Regions from separate parts of the Zea mays genome. Here all the other regions are linked to region 2. A link is a contact called in public Hi-C data. All regions are on one chromosome and are shown on one strand. Each heading gives the region's core, a stretch centred on a gene start, on an enhancer-like site or on the middle of the called end of the contact. The rest is flanking DNA. Distances are from core to core; before and after follow the strand shown. Region 1 holds the start of LOC100281240. Region 2 has its middle 17 kb from the start of LOC103626754. Region 3 holds the start of LOC100304237 (Ubiquitin-like superfamily protein).

The links. Hi-C and Micro-C count contacts between places; a contact is called where the count stands out from the background.
Region 1: a contact with region 2 is called in a Hi-C map of leaf, with 3 times the contacts expected there. The contact joins the promoter of LOC100281240 here to the enhancer-like site in region 2. A contact is called at or near these places in 5 of 25 Hi-C or Micro-C datasets (bundle sheath and leaf).
Region 3: a Hi-C map of leaf shows a contact between it and region 2, with 6 times the contacts expected there. The contact joins the promoter of LOC100304237 here to the enhancer-like site in region 2. A contact is called at or near these places in 7 of 25 Hi-C or Micro-C datasets (bundle sheath, leaf, seedling and 1 more).

What each region holds. Positions count from the first base shown.
Region 1 is chr5:100,864,028-100,867,483 of Zm-B73-REFERENCE-NAM-5.0, forward strand. It overlaps LOC100281240, which reads left to right and starts at 1,500. Exons shown (of 1, transcript NM_001154159.2): 1 at 1,500-2,836. The coding sequence starts at 1,597. The coding sequence ends at 2,511.
Region 2 is chr5:101,273,917-101,277,446 of Zm-B73-REFERENCE-NAM-5.0, forward strand. No RefSeq gene overlaps it. Among protein-coding and RNA genes, the nearest start is that of LOC103626754, 17 kb to the left of the region's middle. Within about 2 kb of position 1,950, at least 5 of the 20 cell types and tissues checked have an H3K27ac peak or open chromatin away from gene starts, as enhancers often do. A contact at or near this core is called in leaf, where this site is marked.
Region 3 is chr5:101,709,080-101,712,401 of Zm-B73-REFERENCE-NAM-5.0, forward strand. It overlaps LOC100304237 (Ubiquitin-like superfamily protein), which reads right to left and starts at 1,458. Exons shown (of 5, transcript NM_001165682.1): 1 at 994-1,458; 2 at 787-886; 3 at 473-572. The coding sequence starts at 1,198.

The DNA.
Region 1 (3,456 bases), core at 250-2,749, 410 kb before region 2:
CCCTTCCCCTGTCGCCTTCCTCCCCTGTCGGCCCACCGCGTGCCTCCCTCGCTGCCCCGCGGGACCGGCCGCTGCGTCGCCCGAGCTGTCAGCGGCGGACCGGGTCCCATCGGTGCGGTGGCGGGAGACTCCCCTCCCAACCGTCGCGCACAGCGGTCGTACTGTCCGGCTTGTACACATGTACGGGCGCGCGGGCAGGGGTTTGGGGGTTGGGGCGGACGGGGACTGGCGCGGCACGGGCGACTCATCAATTCGCCGGGATGGGCCGCGGGTCGGGTACACGCGCCGTGCCGCTCTGCGCTGAGCTTGCATGATTTGATTCCAGCTCCAAGGGGGATGGACCGATGGATGGATTGATGGGTTCCGTTGGAGGTCTTGTTCGTTTATGTCGGATTGGTGGGTCGGAACGATTCCGAGCCGAATTGCTTCTCTAATTTATATAAATTTTGATTAACCGGAACGATTCCGGGTGCAATCCTATGTAACCGAACAAGGCTGGAAGGAACTCTTGCCCGGCCACCGGATTAAAAAATAAAAAAAAAAATCAAAACTAGTCCTCCGAACCTTCTGCAGGCGAGAGCGAATGTTACTGCTACTCAGTGGAAGAAAGCTACTCAGTAGAAGGAAGGAACTCCAGTGAGTTAGCATCATGGACCGTTTCAACTTTAAAATTCACATAAATGTTGCTATCTCAATTTTCGAATATTTGTCACTCCCTAGTTTATTTTTGAATAAAACACGATAAATAAAAAGAATCCGGTGACTAGAATTTTGTTCGTTCCTTTGGTAGTTGGGTTATAGCAGGGATTACATTCTTGTTTGTGATTTCCAAAAACCATTTTGTTGAACAAAATTTGACTTCTATATTTTCAAATTTGAAATCAGAATACATAAAACTAGGATTACGTTCTCGCTCGGTAAGGTGATCTGTGGGTTTAGTGCCTCTAAACTTATGTATCCATTCGTGTACAAACCGGATCTCTGCTTCTTTTGGTTGTGGCCGCTGCTTCTTCATTTTCTGTTTGGGTTTAATTCATACTAGTTTCTACTATTTTTACGATGAATTTAAACAACTGATTTTATTTCGAAACTAAAATGCCACCGAAAAAGCTGTTGTATATACTAGAAAGCTGTCGTGGAGCTTCAGCCATTGCTAGAATAAAAGCTGAGGTGCCCCTATTTTCGTTGGTCAGTTTTAACGTTCTCGTGCGTTTGACGGTACGGAACCACCGAAAAAAACTAACAATTCAAATTTCAAACCGCCCGGGGACCCTTTGATTAACAGCCAAACTGCCTTGGTCCCCCGCTCAGCCCGTCGGCTCCGCGCTACCACTGCCAGACGGGACCTAAATGTTCCCGACCCCACCTGCCATCGAGACGGGAGGAAACGACGCGAGCCCCGAGCATGAGGTGGCACCTCGCCAGCTGTACCCCGGTGACGAAGCCACCGGCCGCTCCCGGTCACCCGCTATATAATGCCCGGCTTCGCCTTCCCCTTCCTCCAGCCACGGATCGAGACGTCCCAATCGAGCTAATCTCACACCGCCAGTGCCAGTGCCAGCGGCAGCTGCTAATCCGTGCCGTGTTCCAGCAGCGATGGGAGTGGAGTCGGAGTGCGACAGGATAAAGGGCCCCTGGAGCCCCGAGGAGGACGAGGCGCTGCGGCGTCTCGTGGAGCGCCACGGCGCGCGGAACTGGACGGCGATCGGGCGCGGCATCCCGGGGCGGTCGGGGAAGTCGTGCCGGCTGCGGTGGTGCAACCAGCTGTCGCCGCAGGTGGAGCGCCGCCCCTTCACGCCCGAGGAGGACGCCGCGATCCTGGCCGCGCACGCCCGGCTGGGCAACCGGTGGGCCGCCATCGCGCGCCTTCTCCCGGGGCGCACCGACAACGCCGTTAAGAACCACTGGAACTCGTCGCTCAAGCGGAAGCTCGCCACCGCCACGGCGACCTCCAGCGGCAGCGATGCTGAGCGGGCGTGCAAGCGCGCAAGCCCTGGCCCGGGGAGCCCGACGGCGTCGGACCGCAGCGACCTCAGCCACGGCTGCGGCGCCGCGCAGGTGTTCCGTCCCGTCCCGCGCGCCGGAGGCTTCGACGCCATCAGCGCCGCAGACGTGCGCCCTCCGCCCCCGCCAGCAGTCGCAGACGAGGACCCGCTCACCTCGCTCTCCCTCTCGCTGCCGGGGCTGGACCAGTCGCCGTCGGGCTTCCACCACGACAGCGCCCGGAGCCACTTCCAGGAGCTCTCCCCCTCGTCGTCCCCGTCGCCGCAGTCTACTCCACCCGCCTTCCCTCCGCAGGCGGCTCCGTCTCAGTCGTCGTACGCGTTCAGCGGCGAGCTGGTTGCCGCGATGCAGGAGATGATCCGCGCCGAGGTGCGCAAGTACATGTCCGGCGCGGGGCTCCGCGCCGGATGCGGGCCCGGGGCCGTGGGCGAGGTGTGCATGCCGCAGCTGGTGGAGGGTGTGATGCGCGCCGCCGCGGAGCGCGTCGGCGTCGTCACACGGCCGTAGAAACCCGGAAACGGACCAAATCAGATCTGATCAATGCGAAGCATTGTGTTAATTAAGATCCCGTCCGTCCTGTGTAGCAGCGCTACGTAGACTACTACTACTACTAGTCGTTCTCTGGCCGTTGTATTTAGCAGAGGAGCTCGCGTTTGTTTATTCTTCGGCGGCTGTCGCTCTGAATCCAGAAAGGAACAGAGCGGCGGTGTAAAGCCGGGAGCGGAAGCGGAGGTTGGCAATAATCGAGATCGAGCCTGCCATTTCTATAACCGGATGTGGCCGCGGCTTGCTCAGAAAGGGGATGTGATTTGTGCTGATCCGCCGATGCCAATGTGCGCCCAAAACCGACGCTTGGTTGCGTTGCGCCAGATCTGCGCCGATTTGGAACGTCTCTTCCGCTGTTCCAGTTTCCACTTTGCTGTACTGCGCGAGTCACGAGCGCGAGCGCAACCCAACAAAATGACGGATCAGAGCCAGGATAGTACAGAACGGCAGCTCCGCCTCTTCCTTTCACATCAGGAGCTCTGGATCCTCAAAGCACTTCTCATTGTTCTATTGGAATCATGCGATGATTGAACTCGATAAAAAAATCGATAAGAGCTGATTTGGTGATCCGGGATCCCGGGAGGATCGAAGGGGATTGAGGGGGAAATTAGTTCATTTCCCCCTCAATCCCCTCTAATCCTACCGGGATCCCCTTGTCACCAAATCAACCCTAAATTATTGCGTTCCAAACAGGTGAAAACGTGTGGCTGTAACTGTGAGCGGTTGCATCATGTACTGCTAGTAGTTGCGAACTGCTGAACCGGAGCGTGTACTAGAGTCATCACTCATCAGCACAGTTTGAGTTGTGAACTGGCCTACAATCAAGTGAGTGCAGAACGGGCAGTGACAGTGAGTGATCGATCACCGCTATAACAGCCAACAACACGAGACGGCGGCAGCAATTGT
Region 2 (3,530 bases), core at 700-3,199:
CTAAAACCAGTTGGAACTAGCAGTAACAGTAGTCCAAAAATTTAATGAGCTAAATCTGAATTCAGACTTAGCCTTGTTTCAGCACACAGACATTGTGTGTTTGGCTCAACTTTGAAGCTCTCTAGTGCTTGATCCTTGGTGTATTAAGCCATATCTTTATAAGTAGAGTTGAAGAACATATATTAGTGTGCAAGCCTTGTTTCAGCACACAGACATTGTGTGTTTGGCTCAACTTTGAAGCTCTCTAGTGCTTGATCCTTGGTGTATTAAGCCATATCTTTATAAGTAGAGTTGAAGAACATATAGTGTGCAAGTTTGATGTGGGGAGGTAGCTCTGTCCCTATGAAGAAATGGGAGCAAAAGAAAGATGAATCTGGCTCTGCAGTCGAACTGAAGAAGTTCAGCGCAGTTAGTGTAGTCTGAATTTTCAGACTAGAAATAGTATCTGGCAGAGAATGAATTTCAGTGTTAGTGATCAGTTTAGAGTTCCTGTGCAGCAAAGTCCTGTGGTTTTGAATTGAGAGTTTTGTGGCAAAATGGGAGATCACGATAGGTGAATAAATTCCTTTAAGCCATGGGAACCTGGTGCTGTATAAACTTAGGAGAAAAAGGAAGGCTAAGTTGATCCTACTATTGACCTGAACTTGTTCAGACTTGAGTAAAAAGAAATCTACAACAGAAATATTTCCATTTTCTAGTTTTTGTGGGGAGTTTTGGGGTGATCATGTGGGATATTTTTGCTGTCCACACGAGGGGGAAAACGGTGCAGAACTGGAACTCATCTAGAAACTGGTGACTCAGCTGTTGATTTGTTGTGCTGTCAGTAAATGGAGCCCCATTCTTTTACCCTCTCTGCTCAGCGAGTAAAGATCTGCTTCAACTAGTCCTTGTGCTTGGGGTTATGTGGGGTATTTTTACTGCCCAAGTGCCAGACTGAAACTTATCTTGAAGGTGGTGACGCAGCTGCTTGAAATTGCTGTCAAAGCCATACTAAACCACCACACCGTGTCCCTCTGTTCATGAATCCTGGGTGGAAGATAGTAGTGCAACCACGTGCCATAACTCTGTCTTTGTTGGAATTCCAGAGCCCTCCTTAACCGGCTCCTAGTGAACCCATCGTGCACACTATGTCTTGCTTGGAGTATTGGGTCTAAAACCATTCCTGCCTCTCTCCCATTACTTCGATTCTGGTCATTTGAAACTGAATAACTGGTGTTCTATGACCATTCCAACTCTCTACTAAACATCACAGGGGTGTCCCAGTCCTATATCGTTGGTTGCCTTGGACGTGATGACCACGCCGAGCCTTTTCACCCTTTCACCGTGGTTAGCTGCTTCAAGGGTAAATTTCTTTTGCCCTATTTGTGTTCTATAGCCATTAAGTACTCGTAAATCTCTCTGGCCGAGCCGTTTAAAGTTTCTCGTGGTGCAGTGCTTAGAAAGATATAGAATCTTTGGTGAATGCTGTTGTCTAGCATGTCCGCGTCGACCAACGAGGCTAGTGTTCCCCAAGTCAGTCAGTGTAAGAATCACATGTTAGATGTATTGTTGATGCTAGCCGCGGCATCGGATTAAACGCTACTGCCAAATGGCCTTGGGCGTAGCTTAACCAAGGTTGCGCTCCTCCTGTCGTCGGATATAGATGGGGTTCAGGGTCAGCATAGATCAACCCGGTTGAGGGGATTAGTCAACTAAGGCCAAAGTTGGTGCGGGAATGTTTATTTCCAATAGAGTAGGTTACCTGTGGCGAACGCTGGTGCCATGGCCAGGTGCTCGACCTAGGGTACCACCGGAGGTGAGTAGAGGACCGGGACTCACAAATGAAGGAATAGAGGAGGGTCTCGGCATTAGATGTCAGTGAAACAAGAAACTAGGGCACCAGACTTTTGCGCTGTTAACTGATCTTACGAGGAGATGTTAGTAAAAAAAATTCCATATACGGTCGTTGGCGACCTGTGCGCGGCTGTTTTCCCTGTGTGCAGGGGCCAAGCCCATAAGTTTCAGCCCATCACTGTTAAGTCATTTTTCTTTTTCTTTTACCCGACATCAAATATCTTACACTAGAAAATGTAGAAAAATGATAACATAGTGAAACAAATTTTTCAGAGTCCATGAAAACCTGTAGTTCCTGTAAAAATTAGCTATAGGGTTTTTGCAGCAACTGTTAGTTTTTTGATTTATTTAGAAGTACCTTTAAGTGGCTTAAATGAATTTTAGAAATAGAAATATAGCTTCAAAAATATTGAAAATTTGTGGGTAAGTTTAATATGTCTAAGATGGAGCTGGGTAAAAAAATTGGAATGTATTTGGAGTTGGTTTTCCCATAGGACATTAAAATAGTTAAAAGAGAAATATAAAATCCAGAAATCTAGTGTTAATATATGTATAAAAGGAGTTAGTACCTATAAATTGATGGGCAGCAAATTTAGTGATTCTTAGTATGTTTAGTCCTCTGGTTGGTCCAACTAAATTCAGTTTAGACCGTTAGATCAAATGTTAAGTATAAGTATAGGTAAGCTTATCATGTGCTTAATTAGGGATGTTTATGTTCCCCACCTCTCCTTTATGAGAGTTTGCATTTCATGTCATTACATAAGCATCCATGTATTTGTAATTGACTTGTAGAATACCTAGAAGAAGTGGCATTGAAGAAGAAGCCTGCTCCAAGTACTGTTGATCTAGTGGTGGAATTCCATCTAACTAATTGTCGTGATAGAAGGGTTTTGGATCTTCTCCTGCAAAAAGGCAAGCCCCGGTGCATTTGCCACCCTCCTTGTATTTACAAAATTTTATCACTTATATGATGCATTAGGTGATAGGAGTTGATTGATTAAACACTTGATGCATTACCATTCCTTGAAAGAATTGATTACCATACCTTGTCACCTGATTTATAAAAGCTAGAGATGCTTAATCATGCGATAGATTAAAAAATGTTTTTGATCTATGACTCATAATTGCCAAAAGAAAATTGGCTTGGGATAATGAAGGAATCATCTGCAGTGAGAAATTCATTATCCAGGCATGGCCCCTTTGTCAGGTGCCAAATGTTTTGAGAAATAGCATAAGTAAACTTGAGGCCAGGCGGTTGACTTGCACCAGAACGGTGTCTGGTTGTAGTGTCACCGTCTGTGTCGATTAAGGACTGTACCGATTGAAGGCCTATTGATCTAGGACCTTTTAGCTGGCCACATACCTCGTCATGGGTAAGCCCGAACCCGGCTATTCCATACGTGAAAAGACAACAGCGCACCGGGCGTGGGAGATGGTGGGACTAGCAGTTATCCTCCTAGCAAGAGGCTGGATGGTAGGGTAATGTGCTCCCAGGTAGCGCGGACCAGTTCATGTAGTGGAGGATCCAAGGGAAGGGTTGACATATGCAAGGGTTAAGTGCTACATATGTCATGTGGTTGGAGATCCCCTGCTGGGTATTAATCGATTGGGTTAATTGTATACATGCCACTCAACTTTTGCAAATTCTAATCGATTCGGATCGCCGTTACTTCTCTGTTATGAAGACTGGATCACTG
Region 3 (3,322 bases), core at 208-2,707, 430 kb after region 2:
GCACATATTCCAGATCATCATGACATCGTAAATTTCCTTCCGATTCAAGAAACGTAATACATGATAGAAGCAGTCCAGACTGCATCACTGTTACTGAACATCTAATACAATAGGATATAGCACTCAACTGGGGTTAATAGAGTCAGCCTGAATCGAGCGAGCTGAGCATGTATCTGTTGTGCTTGTGCAGATGCAGGGGGGAGAAGGGGATTGTGTTTTACAAAAATACTTGGCATGTAGTATTTGTTCTGTTTGGTAAATGAAGCAGGAAAAGTAATATTCTGTCTTATCTCACAAGACAGAGCAGAATTAGTCGGCACTAAAAGGCAAAATGCATCCAGGAACTTCTATTTGGTAAATGAAGCAGGGTAAGTAATATTCTGGCTTATCTCACAAGACAGAGCAGAATTAGTCGGCACTAAAAGGAAAAATGCATCCAAGAACCTATGGCTGTTTAAGGAAGTGCATGTACCACATCACCATCTCTTATACCAAACCCACGCAATGTTGCCTTGTCATCCGTCAGTCTCTCGTCCTTGAAGCATAAGCAGAAGTGACTCCACACGTGATTCCTACAACAAGCAAGCAACAGCCTTGAAGTTTAAGTTGCCAACATCATTCAGATTTCAGAGTCGCATTTAAGCAGACAACAGCAAATTTGAAATCGACAACCACATAACACGATTTCGTGGTAACGAAATGCAAACCCAATAGTTCATGGTTTTCATACTGACCATCAATAGGAGATAAACAAAATCAGAAAAAAAATAATCCATGGGCGCGTACCAAGAGATGGTCTTCTGGGTGTCGTCATAGAGGGCGGAGAACAAGTTCTCTATGGTCACCTTGAGCTCCCACACCGTGGCCGACCGCGCGATTTCAATGTCTGTTTGTGCGCGGGCAAAACGTGGAGAAATCCACAATTACCCTATAAAAAATCCACGATCCCTTTCGGGGAAAAGTAAATGGCGCAAGGATCAATCCGGAGGGTACCGAAGAAGGAGTCGTCAAGCTTCTGAACGGTGAGGCGGAGGCGGGGCTCCGGGAGGCGGCGGTAGGAGAAGCTGCTCCTGCCGCAGGCGAGCGCGCCGATGCAGTCCGTGCCGCCGCCGGCGGCGAGATCCTCGAGATCGAGCTCGAGCGCGGCGCCAATGTCGCCGGTGGCGTCGGGGGACGCCGGGAGGGAGCTGGCCGGCATCGCACACGCATGTAGCGAACCCGAAAAACTGAATAAATCCGAGTTATCCGGCCGCACGGAATCGGCAACCGACCAATCCCTTGACAGAATGAGCGGGGAGAGATCGACCAGCCCCGCGAAATGCCCCGTGAGACCGGCCGATCGGTCGAGGGAGAGGGAACGGAGGAGGCTCTTCGAGGCGACAGCAAACGAGGAACAGCACGGTGATGGCTCGCCCTCGCTTGGATTACCCTCCCCGGCGGGGTGGTTGTCGTTTCGCCGAGGAGGGAGGAGGGGGTGCCTCGGGGAGTCGGGGGGCAGGGAACGGTAGCCGTTGCACGTTGGAGGCGACAGGCGAGGCGACAGAGCCCCTGCGTGCCGTTTCGCTTGGCGGCGGCGGCCCGCGGCCGTGAGCTGGTGGCCCGACAACGCGATGGCGCGAATCGAGTGCGTTTTGGGCTTGAGCCACGCTCGACGGTAGCACGGCCCACTTGGGAGAGGCTGAAAAGTGAAAAGAAAAAATGAGTATTTTGTTCCTCGACTATTTGTTATAAAGAAAAGGTCAACTTTTCGTCTATCAGAACAGGACGTCTAGTCTCTTGATTCTCTTGATGGTTATTGTTATTTATCTTTTATATTTATTTCGGTTATACGTCAAGTTTACAAGAACGGTACGGCGCTAGCAAAGGATTTACATCTCTAGGTTGTAACTAATGACATGTTGGCGGATGATACAATCTGCTCTCTCCGCCCTAATTTATAATTTATTTATTTTTTTATCAAATTTAGCTGGTTTTATTTAAAAAAATTTCAAAAAAATAAAAAAATTAAAGTCACCATCGATATACGTGTTGGTCACTTATTTTTTATTACTGGGAACCATAAAATAAGACAACACAATTGTTAAACGTTAAGGATCTTCATCCTTCGGCGCATTATCTTCCTTCGAGTATAATGAGTCTTAGACGAATGTCATAAAAAATAAGTTTTCATCATTCATAAATATAAAAAGCATAGTTACAGATGTAACATTATGTCATTTATTCATTTCATATCAAATGTTAAACAATATTATAATACATCTCATATATTAATAAAGTAATACATAATGTACATTACATCTGTACCTTCGGCTTGTTCGAAGGAAAAAACGTGAATGCGATTCCAATCCAGCGTGAACAATACAAAGTACTATTCATCTATTTATAGGCAGTCGTACAACTTCGTACGATATTACATTCATGCCCTCAAAAATTACACACAAAGTTTACAAATATCACAGGGATAATATTGTCATTTGCACTTAGCAGCTTGGACAATACCTTCTCCTTACGTCGCCTTCATGCGTCAACATAACGAAGCTTACTTCGTTGCACTTCCATTATTATCCGCGGAGCTTTTCTGATGACGAAGCTCCTGTAACACTTAGTAACATGCTGATAACAAATGGTCGTTAGCCGTGTTTTTTAGGACCTTCGGAAGACGAAGGCCCCCAACAGTAGCCCCTCGCAGTATTAGTTTGTTTCTTTGTAACAAATTCAGACTGTAAAACGAACGAAGGCCTTTAACCGAAGGTCCGAAAAAACACGTTCCCCTCGCTAGAATAGCGAAACCTTCTAAATCGTGGGGGCCACTTTGCAGTAGTGCTTTGTATATATATATATGATGGTTGTGATAAAAAATATTTTCCATGCTTTCAAGCTTGTGTTGGCTTTGTTCTTTGGCTTGCTGATAATGTAACCGCGACTATGTTCGAGCTTCGGCTTTTTGTTTCAACAAACACTGAGATGGCCGAAGATAAGAGGAGTGAGGACCCCGCACTGGACCGTCACAAAAATCATAGTTAAAAAAATAACAAAAAAGGAATCACATAACGCAGCTGTCGCACGACAGCCGCCGCCACGCCTTCGCCCGCAGATGCTCCGACGATTTATCCGCCTCCATCAACAGCAGCGCACAAATGCGCCCACAGGTCCAACTAGGGCTGGAAACGAGCCGAGCCGAGCTCGGCTCGGCTCGGTGCAGCTTGGTGCCTGACCGAGCTCGGCTCGGCTCGACTCGGTGCTTTTACGAGCTGAGGAACCAGGCTCGGCTCGGCTCGAAGGCGGCTCGCGAGCTAGCTCGGCTCGGCTCGCGAGCCACACC